2 separate regions of the Anser cygnoides genome follow, and region 1 is linked to region 2. A link is a contact called in public Hi-C data. All regions are on one chromosome and are shown on one strand. Each heading gives the region's core, a stretch centred on a gene start, on an enhancer-like site or on the middle of the called end of the contact. The rest is flanking DNA. Distances are from core to core; before and after follow the strand shown.

Region 1 (5,021 bases), core at 281-2,780, 49 kb before region 2:
ATGTTAGTTTAAAATTTAAAAGAAAACTATTTTCCCATGAAATACTGATCTTGTGTATAATGTATCATCCTGGTTAATTACAGTGTACAGTCCATAGACTTTTGGAATTATTTTATCTGATAATAAAAAATCTAAAATCCATTTACAAGGAACTGGGTACTATCTTATTGAAAATCACAATTATTAAGTAATTTTGCCAACATAGTATACAAAGCATCCCTATTTCCATATAAAAATAAATACTTCCATGATTCATATTTGAAGACTTCAGATGGTCCCAGCAGTCTGTATCTGATCTACCTGTACCACAAAAACATCAGTCCAATGATAGCTTCAACTACATCTTCCAATCTCTAAAGACAGATTTCTAGGTTTTTAACTTACATTTTGAGTAAAACAAACTATAAATGAAGTTTATAATTGTTCTTTAAACCACTCTTCTGTACAATGTCACATTGAGCTTTCCTTAATGCTGTCTCACAACATCTCTGGTGCTTTCTTCTGAACCATTACTACTTGTGTTTGTACAGTCTTGAATACTTGACTTTTTTTTTTTTTTTAATAAAATGAATATAAATACACTAAAACAAATTAAAAGTAACTTCCTTTTAGATTGATTTGGAGGAAAGGAGAAAGTGAAAGGGTATAAAATGACTTATGAAAACAAGTCTCGGATACTGAATCTAGAAAATGAATCTAATACAACAATGCTATAACCTCTAGAACAATTTGTCTGTCACGTTTTGGGCTGGGACAGAGTTGATTTTTTTTCATACGGCTCACACAACGCTATCTATTGGATTTTTGAAGAAAGGAGTGGTGATAACACACTAATATTTTGTCACAGAGCAATGCTTACACAGAGTCTTTCCTGCTTCCCATGCTGCCCTGCCTGTGAGGAGCATGGAGGTGCAGCAGGAGCTGGGAGGGGACACAGCCAGGACAGCTGGCCCCAGCTGACCAGAGGGTTAGTCCATACCATCTTACTGGACAACATAAGCCAGGATAAAGAAAGAAGAAGGGGCGGTCGATGGGAGTGATGGTGTCTGTCTTCCCAAGAGATTGTTACACGTGATGAGCCCGGCTTTCCTGTCAGTGGTTGGACACCTGCCTGCTGATGGGAAGTACCAAATGAATTCCTTGTTTTGCTTTGCTTGCACGTGCAGCTTCTGTTTTGCCTAGTCAACTGTCTGTATCTCAACCCAGGAGTTCTCACACTTTTACATCTCCGTTTCTCTTCCCCATCCCACCTGGGGAGGGTGAGCAAGCAGCTGTGTGGTGTTTAGCTGCCTCAGGGTTAAACCACAACACTGTCTCATTCTATTTCTACAGTCAGTTACTTCCTCTAATATTTTTTTTCTCAGGCTGAGGTCTGAGGCTTGTTTTTGGTGTGACATTTATAGCTCTTCAACATGGCAGACAACAAACATACTGGTACAGCTGATCCCTGAAAATGACTAATCAATTTAAACTTAAATTCAAGACACTTAATTATTCTTGCATTTCTGGTTAGAAAACTTAATTCTCAGTTTCATATTCTGACAGTATTTCATGTAAAAATCTGAACAACCTCTGAGAAGTACCTTATTTATTATATTTTTCCCAAAATGAAAAGTTTTTTTTGAATACAGCAAGGAAAGACTTAGCTTCTACATGCATGGCTCAAACTGGCAAGCAACTACAGAACAATATTTATGCAGACTAATATTTATATAGCCAATACATGCCACATACAACAGATCTAAAGCCAAGTCAGCAGAGATTGGAAAACCTTCAATTGTTTGAACTGTGTAAAAGGTACATAACCAGGTTGTCTCTCTGCTGTGTTTGCCTAAATCCAATCCTGCTTGTCACAAGTAACAGCCATACTTTGATGTAACCAGCTCAGCTGTCAAGAGATCTAGCAATTGCTCAAATCACGGAGAAAGTTCATTAACATTTACCAAGTTTATTGTATTTCAGACATTCCTACTACCTACCTAAACCATTCACATTTTTATGAAGTATACTGATTCACAGAAAATTCCTGAAAGAAGAGTCTTGCCAACATAAGCACTGTTGGAGTACATATGCTTTGCAGACCTACGTGTTCTGCCTTACAAGCATAAAAGCTCCTAGAAAAAAGAGAAAATAACAAGAAATGGTGGGTTGTGATTTAAGTACTAATGACTATTATGAAAGAGAACAAAAACCTACAGCCATCCTTTTCCAGCAACTCAGAAGGAAAAGTTACAAATTCCTCTGATAAAAAAAGGTTGTGTAATAATACCATAGCAGCAGCCAGGCAGAAACCACTCTTCAGAAGACTTTCTCGGCCTCAACTCTACAAGGATAAAGCCTCAACATGATAAAACATTTTCATTTATAGAAATGAGTACAAAAGCACTACCAATGCAATTTACAACCTCTGGTGAATAATGATGGAACAATAGATAAAAAGTTAAGAAATGCTTAGTAAGGAGTACTACTCATACAAGATTATTTTTAAAAGAGTCAACTATAAAAGGATACATCTAGGAGCTAGGAACCATTCCTACAAAACAGGAGCAAGTACCCCAAAATGCTAGAAGACTTTAGAAAGTTTGATGAGGTCTGAGAAATCTTCCTGAATTACCGGGAATTAGTTTTTATGTTTGTGATATGAGTGAGAAGAATATTGCACATTGCCTGGTCTGAACATTTTACTGGGAAATTGGAGATGGTGTGGGAGACAGACAAAAATGAAAACACTTAATACATTTAAGCTAAGGAAATCTACCAAAAAGCTTTAGCAAAAAGAAGATCTAAGGTAATTTGATGATGGTAATATAAGTATCTCCCGATATAGGTATTGGTGACAGGGAAAGACTGAAAAAAACACAACTAGAACAAATATCTGAAAATTAAGCAAGGAAAATTCAAACCTGAGAAAAAGGAAGAAAAAAACTGTGCAGACCAGCAATAACAGTAAAAACTGCTAGTCAAACTACCAAGGTAATTACTATTCCAGTGAATTCAGACTAGGTTGGGAGCTTTTCTGGAAGGTGAGAGTTTTAATTAACTCGTTCATCAGAAAAGTTAGAAAGATTTGTGATTTTTCTTTTTATTCCCCTAAGACAAAACAACAACACACCATCGCAGGATAAAAAGCACAGGAAGCAAGGTACCTGATGTCATGGATGTTGATGCAGTATATTCCTTCAAGACCATGGTATTTTGAACATACTAAGTTTGATAGATATAAGACCTCATTGATTTAATATCCTGGCAAGTTAGTACATGAACATCAAAGTTAAAGAAGCATTTTTTCTCACAAGTATCTAGCAAAATTGTTCTCCAGTTCACTCCCTTAGCAATGCCTCATCACTACACCAGTATTTATTTTCACAAAAATATTTAACTAGCTAATGTAAAATCAATACCATTCTAACACTCAAAAAGTGAAGAACCTTCACACACACACACGCAGCACCAGCCTTACATACTTTTAGATGCTGTACATGAGGGTCTGACATGCAACAGAGGCAAAACTGAAGCCCAAAAAGTGTTGTCATCAATGCCAAGCAATGTATTCTTACTACAGAACTCACGACAGTGGGGAAGTCTCTGAGGGCATGTTTTCCGAAGTGGGGAGACAATACTTTTTTTTTTTTTTTTTCCTTCTAGTGGAGGAAAGATACTATAGCAGCTTGGGGAAACACTGAAAGATACCTGGAAGATATTGATCCAAGATACCATCAAAACGATACTTCAGTTTCCAGAACACTCTCAGGTCTATCTGTCATTAAAGCAACAGAATCTCACACTGCTACTAAAACTTTGCAAATCTTTAAATACCATACTACCTCATCATGGGTGTCCCAAAATGAATCCCAGTCAATGCTTCTGCCAAACTCATTAAAATGTGCCTATCTGCACAAAGCTCTTGGGCTTATAAAGATATCACAAGAACAACAACTGTACCGACTCAGCTCTTAGTTCGACTCCATCACGCCTAAACAATTCCAAGGAGCAGTGGGGCTTAAATCCAGAGGAAACTTTGTGAAAACTACAACATGCAAAAAAATCACCAACTCACAGCATGCAACTCAGTACAAGACATTCAACAGCACAGGAAGAACAAACAGACCACTGCCAAAAAAAATAAAAATCAGTAAAACCATGCTTAAATACAGTACAGCAATCAGAAGACAAAACCACCGAAGTATAAGACACTTAAGAGACAACAAAATGTACAGAGTCAGCAGCTTGTGACTCACTGGAAAAGAAATATTTGGAATTATGATCCTTTCTTTTAAATTCACTTACACCTGAAACACAGCACCTGTAAAGCTAAAAGACAAGTCCAGCCTCATACCACTGACAGCCCATAAAAGATGTATAATGACTCTGAATATGTGTGTATGATGTATGTGCACACATGTGGATAACAAAGAATTGCTTTAATATCTGGAGTTTTTTGAGATTAATTTTCTTCTTCCCAAATAGCCCAAATTCACAGATTCAACCTACTTTTGTAGTGAAAGTTAAATGCCTGTACCAAATGTATGTTCGAATTATCTTACTACAGGTCGTAGCATCTGTTCGTGGTAAAGGTATTAACTATATATAGAATTTTTATTTATTTTTCAAGTTTACTACTGTTATATTTACTTACTTCATTTCATAAATGATTAGGAAAAAATCATAAACTTAAGGAGCCGTATAATACTAATGGAACAGTTTCCATCTAAAAAGTGATTGAAGCATTTATAACAAATTATACATAATTGTCAGAACCAACCTCTTTTGCAGGGTTGCATCAGAATGTAATTCAACAGATTTCCAGCTCTCGCTGTGATTTAACTATCCAAGCTGTATCTCAGCTCAGGGAAAACTTTTAGGTAAAGGATAATATACCTTCAAATTATTTGGAAAAAAAAAAAAGAAAAAGATGGCAGTGACCTGATGACAACCTGATAACCTCAGCTTCACAACCCTTCCAACAGCAAGACTTTTACAGCCTTGTGCTAATTACTTCTGATATTGACTACTTCTAAAAC
Region 2 (4,710 bases), core at 1,776-4,275:
CTCAATACCCATGATAACACTAGGGGATTCTACTTTTTTTCCATTTGATTCAGGTCTCTCTGTGTTCAGTACTGTATAACAAGAGAGTTGGTTATGGAGTGAGGAATCACCTTTTTTCTTCCAGCATCAGACAAGTTACAAACGACAGAACCAAGACACCTTACATTCGAGTCCTGTAGCTCTCAGTGTATTCCGATGGTCACCCAAGTGACAGATATCATGAACTGCGTAGATCAACTCAGCAATACAGCCAAAAAGCACGTCTGTGCGTGTACCAAATAACCGACTACAGTTCTACCAGCAGAACTACTATAAGGAAACTTTGTAGTGTACATATGTTTTCACTTTGCTTTTCAGGTCTCCAAAAAGATCTACCATATCGAATAGTTTGCAAAATCTCATATCCAGAAATTCAAGAAAGCTGATTATTTATCTTCTGATATAGAAGTCACATCTGAAACAAGTTAGAGAAATACAAATACAAGCCTGAGCTCAAATGTTGACTCAGATCTTGCTAGTCTTACTCATATTAGTCATCTTACTGGGCTCATGCTGAGAACCCTGTGGGTGGACACATGAATTCATACAGAACCCACTGAAATCAGTGCACAGACAGGATCAGATGCTCTGAAATAGCAGCTCCATTAAGTTAAATGGAAAAAGTATAACTGTGTATTGCCTAATAACAGTGTTAATGTTTGCATGCAAGCCTTAGTGAAAAGAATGCAGGGACAGAAGGATGTTTATAATAGAAATGCTAACTTGTAACAGCACAGTACCACTAGCACAGGATAATTCAGGTTAAAAGGTACCTCACGAGGTCTCATCTAGTTCAACCTCCTACTCAAAGCTGCAGTTATTTTTATTTTAAAAAGCCATGAGGTTTTGATTGCTTATTCAGTATCAGTTGTTCTTTTTTCAAAATCTCATTGCTACAGATATATTTTAGTTGATGCATGAGTAATTATTTTACCCTGCTTTTCAATGAAAGTTTCGTAACTTCTGATAGTAGCTCCCTTTTAGGTACAAGTTACACGATTTAACTCACGCATTTGTTTAATGTTAGTATATATGTGAATCTTGTTTATTTCCCCTCTTGAGGTTCTTTCAGCCAAGATAGTCGAACATTTCCTGTTACTGCATACATTTTCTCCAAGCTTTTTGTTTACTGTAAGTCATACAGGAAAAATGCCCCAGAACTGAGATAAAGAGACCAATGTCAAAAGTTACAACCCTGTTCAGTAACTGCTGCTCCTACAACTTCAGCAAGAGGATGCCACTGCTAGTACAAGATGGCAGTGACATTCACTTCAGTCATACTCCCGGTCACGCACAACACCAGCTCCGCACAGTTTAGAAATGGTTATTCTATTAGCCCAATCACCACTCCTAACAGTTACACGTGAGAAGCAGTAGTCTCCTTTCATTTTCCATTCTGCAGTTCTAGTCAATCCGATTCCAGTCAACAAGGATGTTGAGCCATTTTCCACCTTCTGTAAACTTCTTGCTCATTAAAATTTCCCCTCCAGAAGCAAACACTACTTCCCTGTGTTGTTGTCATCAACATTTATGAAAACGAAAGAGCTCTTGTAAATGGTTCAGACTAAAGGCTTCTCAAGAAAGCACGCCTGCCGCCACTACCACTTCACACTGTAATACTACAGTTACTGAATACAATATTATTTATTCACACCTCTGAAGTCACTGGGGACTCACTGTCTTCAAAGCAGAGGACAGTAGGAAAAAGGTAGCTATCACTGAGTCTTCAAACTACCATGTCATCGACTCTAGTCAGGGAACAAAACCAGGCACCTCTGAAGAACATCACTACCGTGTTACCCCCGTATCAGTTACGGGAAAGAGTGAGCAGGGCAAGGAAAAAAAATTAACCCACATAATCAGTCCAAGCTACCACTCCACACCGTGAACATAACCTCTCTACAATCTCCTGTCAATATTGATTTTCTATAAAACACACAATTCAGAAATACTTCTCTCACCTGAACTGAATTAGTCAACATTAACTGTATTAATGCTGGCTAACGTCAGAAACAACGGAGAGCTAGATGTTAAACTGGGAAGCTGTACGGGGCTAAGATGTCAGAAACACTGGCTATTAACCAGCTAGTCCTACCTGCAAAATCGCATTTGAGACTTTAAGCAGCCTTCCCGGTTATGTTTCCCTCTGGCAAGCGACTAGAAAGAATAGCCTACGTCCCTCTGAACACAAGGATTTTACGGAAAACCAAAGCAAGGTGTTGTTTTCTCCCCTGACATAGAGAGTTGGGAAAGGAAATTTGAAGACAGAGCCAATTAGGCTGACACTAGACACACACAAAAAAAAGGAGGGAGAAGTTTTACGCGCAGTTTTTTACTTCGTAGTAACAGCAATAATAGTCATTCATCTCGTGGAAGTTAATGAAGTTCACCAACAAGCGAGCATTTCCGCGCCCGGCTGCCAGCGCAGCGCAGCGCAGGCACGCCGCGGGAGCACCCCTCCGCTGCCGCCTCCCCGCCGCAGGCAGGCAGCTCCCCGCCGCGCCGCGCCGCAGCCCCGCGCCCCCGAGGCAGCGCTCCGGCCGCCCAGCGCCGCTCCGACAAGGTGCGGCGGCCGGCCGGGGACGGCGGCGGCGGACTGCCCGCTCCCTGCGCCGCACGGCCGCCCGCCCCGCAGCCCGGGGCCGCTCCCGCCGCCCAAGAGGCGAGGCCCGCCGTGCCCCCCGCCGCGCTCCCGCCGCAGGTACGGCCTACCCGCCGCCGCCCCGGCCCCGGCCCCGGTCCCGGTCCCGGCCCCGGCCCCGGTCCCGGCGGCGCCGTCCAACCGCCCGCCAACCGCCCCCTCCGCCGAGGCCAGCGGACCACCGCCGCCGGCCCCACTCACCCGGCGGGGGCTCGGCGGGGCGGAGCGGCGCACGCAGGCGGCTTGCCCCTCAGCGCCCGCTCGCTCTCCATGCACGGCGCCGGGGGAGGCGGCGGCGGTCGGCGGCGTGGTGCCGAGCCGAGCCGCGCCGCGCTCTGCCCGCAGCCTCCTCGCGGCCGCCCCGCCTCCCTCCCCCCCCTCTTCCCTTCCCTCACCCCCCTCCCAGCAACGGGCGGGGGCCGGGCCGCGGGGCTCCCGCCGCCTGCGTCATCACGCAGCTGCTAGGCGACGGGGCGGGGCCGCCGCCGGCCGTTACTCGCCCCGCGGGGGGGGGCGGGTTGCCCCGTGGCCGTTGGGCGGCCGTTGGGCGGCGGGTGTCGGGCTCCGCCTGGGGAGCGGGGCGGGGTGCGGGGGTAGCCGCGGGGAAGGGTCCCCCCGCTCCCGTGCTGTTCCTCCGGGGAGCGGAAGGCTCTCGTCTCTCTCAGGTTTCCGTTTTCCGTCGCCAACCGGAGCCGCTGTGAGGTGAAAAGTGAAAGAAAGCGAGGTAAAGAGCCGCGGACCCCGCCGCCGGGCTGACCTCGCCTTGGCCAGGCGTAGTAAACAGCAGCTCCCTTGGCAGCCGTGTGTGTTAGCGGGGCAAGGGGAGAGTGCGCCTTTTTTTCAGGCGATGTTTGTATCTGCTATTTCTGTCCTAGGTCTGGGCTTATTGCACAACCCTTAACTTTGAAAAAGTACGCTTTTCTGTAACTTGTGTGATGACTGTGCTCCTTGTTTTCTTGCCCGTGCCAAGTAAACCTGCTTCAATTAAAACTCTGAAATAGGTGAGCTAGGTTGTCTGTTGGAACAAGCAGAAAGAGAAGGAGCTTGACTGCTAACCTGAAGAGATAGCGAGATAAGGAAAAACGCCAGTATCAGAGGACTCAATCTACAAAAAAGCACCATGAAGTCTTTTCCCAGGAGACAATCGAGAGAAGGACTGGGAAGAACTAAAAAGACAATTGGATCTGACATAGATTATGACTGAAAACCACCAACAGATGCATGCGCAACTCTGACCAATTCCAAAGCAGACTGTTACCTGTCTGCTAACAGAATTTGGTACTGTTAAAGAAAAAAATGTTCTTTAAGGCAAACTTATCACTGCCATCTCCACAGTGACATGTTTTTAACTCTTTAAGCAGAAGAAAAGTGTCGCCTGTGTCATATGACATCATCTTATGGAAATCTAGGGCAATTCAGAATTAGAATTTAACTCAGCGTGTACATTGCTTTGCATATTTGGCTTCCTTGAATATGCAGTTTAAAGGACACTCAGTGATTTTGAAATAAAATCTATTATTTCTTATATCTGTCTAGTCCCCTATCTCACTGGAAGTCTCTTTGGTACTACATCCTCTAATAATTTGCCTTTCTTTTTTAATGCCTTTCTCTCTTTCCAGGCTGTCATGTTGAAAATTCACACAAGCACCTACTCCTGTGACACTGAAAAATTCTGACAAATTGCAAAATAAAATAGTTCTAATTCATCCAGAGTATAATTGCCACTGGTATCCAGACCGCTTAAAAGATCAGGAGAGTAGTGTAGTATGTTGGTTGTGCATCAGTGCATATCCAAGACTCTGCTCATCAAGATCTCTGTGGACGGAACACTGCAAGTGCAAATAATTTTACAAAAGTGGATGGGAATTCCTTAAATTATTGTTTGTAAAGCTTCCACATTTTAACAGTGTCAGGTATGGTTGGACCTTGAGAATCTGCCAAACTCTTGACTGATAAGAGAACACTGTCAGTTGATAGAGATTACAGAAGTCCTGTCTACATTATGACTCCCAACACTAGTTTACCTAGCA

Evidence for each region. A called contact is a pair of places that touch in the nucleus more often than the background predicts.
Region 1: a Hi-C map of liver shows a contact between it and region 2, with 4 times the contacts expected there. The contact joins the enhancer-like site here to the promoter of JAK2 in region 2. A contact is called at or near these places in 3 of 7 Hi-C or Micro-C datasets (blood and liver).

The regions. Positions count from the first base shown.
Region 1 is chrZ:83,840,505-83,845,525 of Taihu_goose_T2T_genome, reverse strand. All of the region lies in intron 3 of JAK2 (Janus kinase 2), which reads right to left. Among named protein-coding and RNA genes, the nearest start is that of JAK2, 48 kb to the right of the region's middle. Within about 2 kb of position 1,530, at least 1 of the 3 cell types and tissues checked has open chromatin away from gene starts, as enhancers often do. A contact at or near this core is called in liver, where this site is marked.
Region 2 is chrZ:83,793,751-83,798,460 of Taihu_goose_T2T_genome, reverse strand. JAK2 (Janus kinase 2) reads right to left here and starts at 3,025. Exons shown (of 25, transcript XM_066987657.1): 1 at 2,882-3,025. It overlaps LOC125180455 (a long non-coding RNA gene), which reads left to right and starts at 3,164. Exons shown (of 2, transcript XR_007159019.2): 1 at 3,164-3,404; 2 at 3,556-4,207.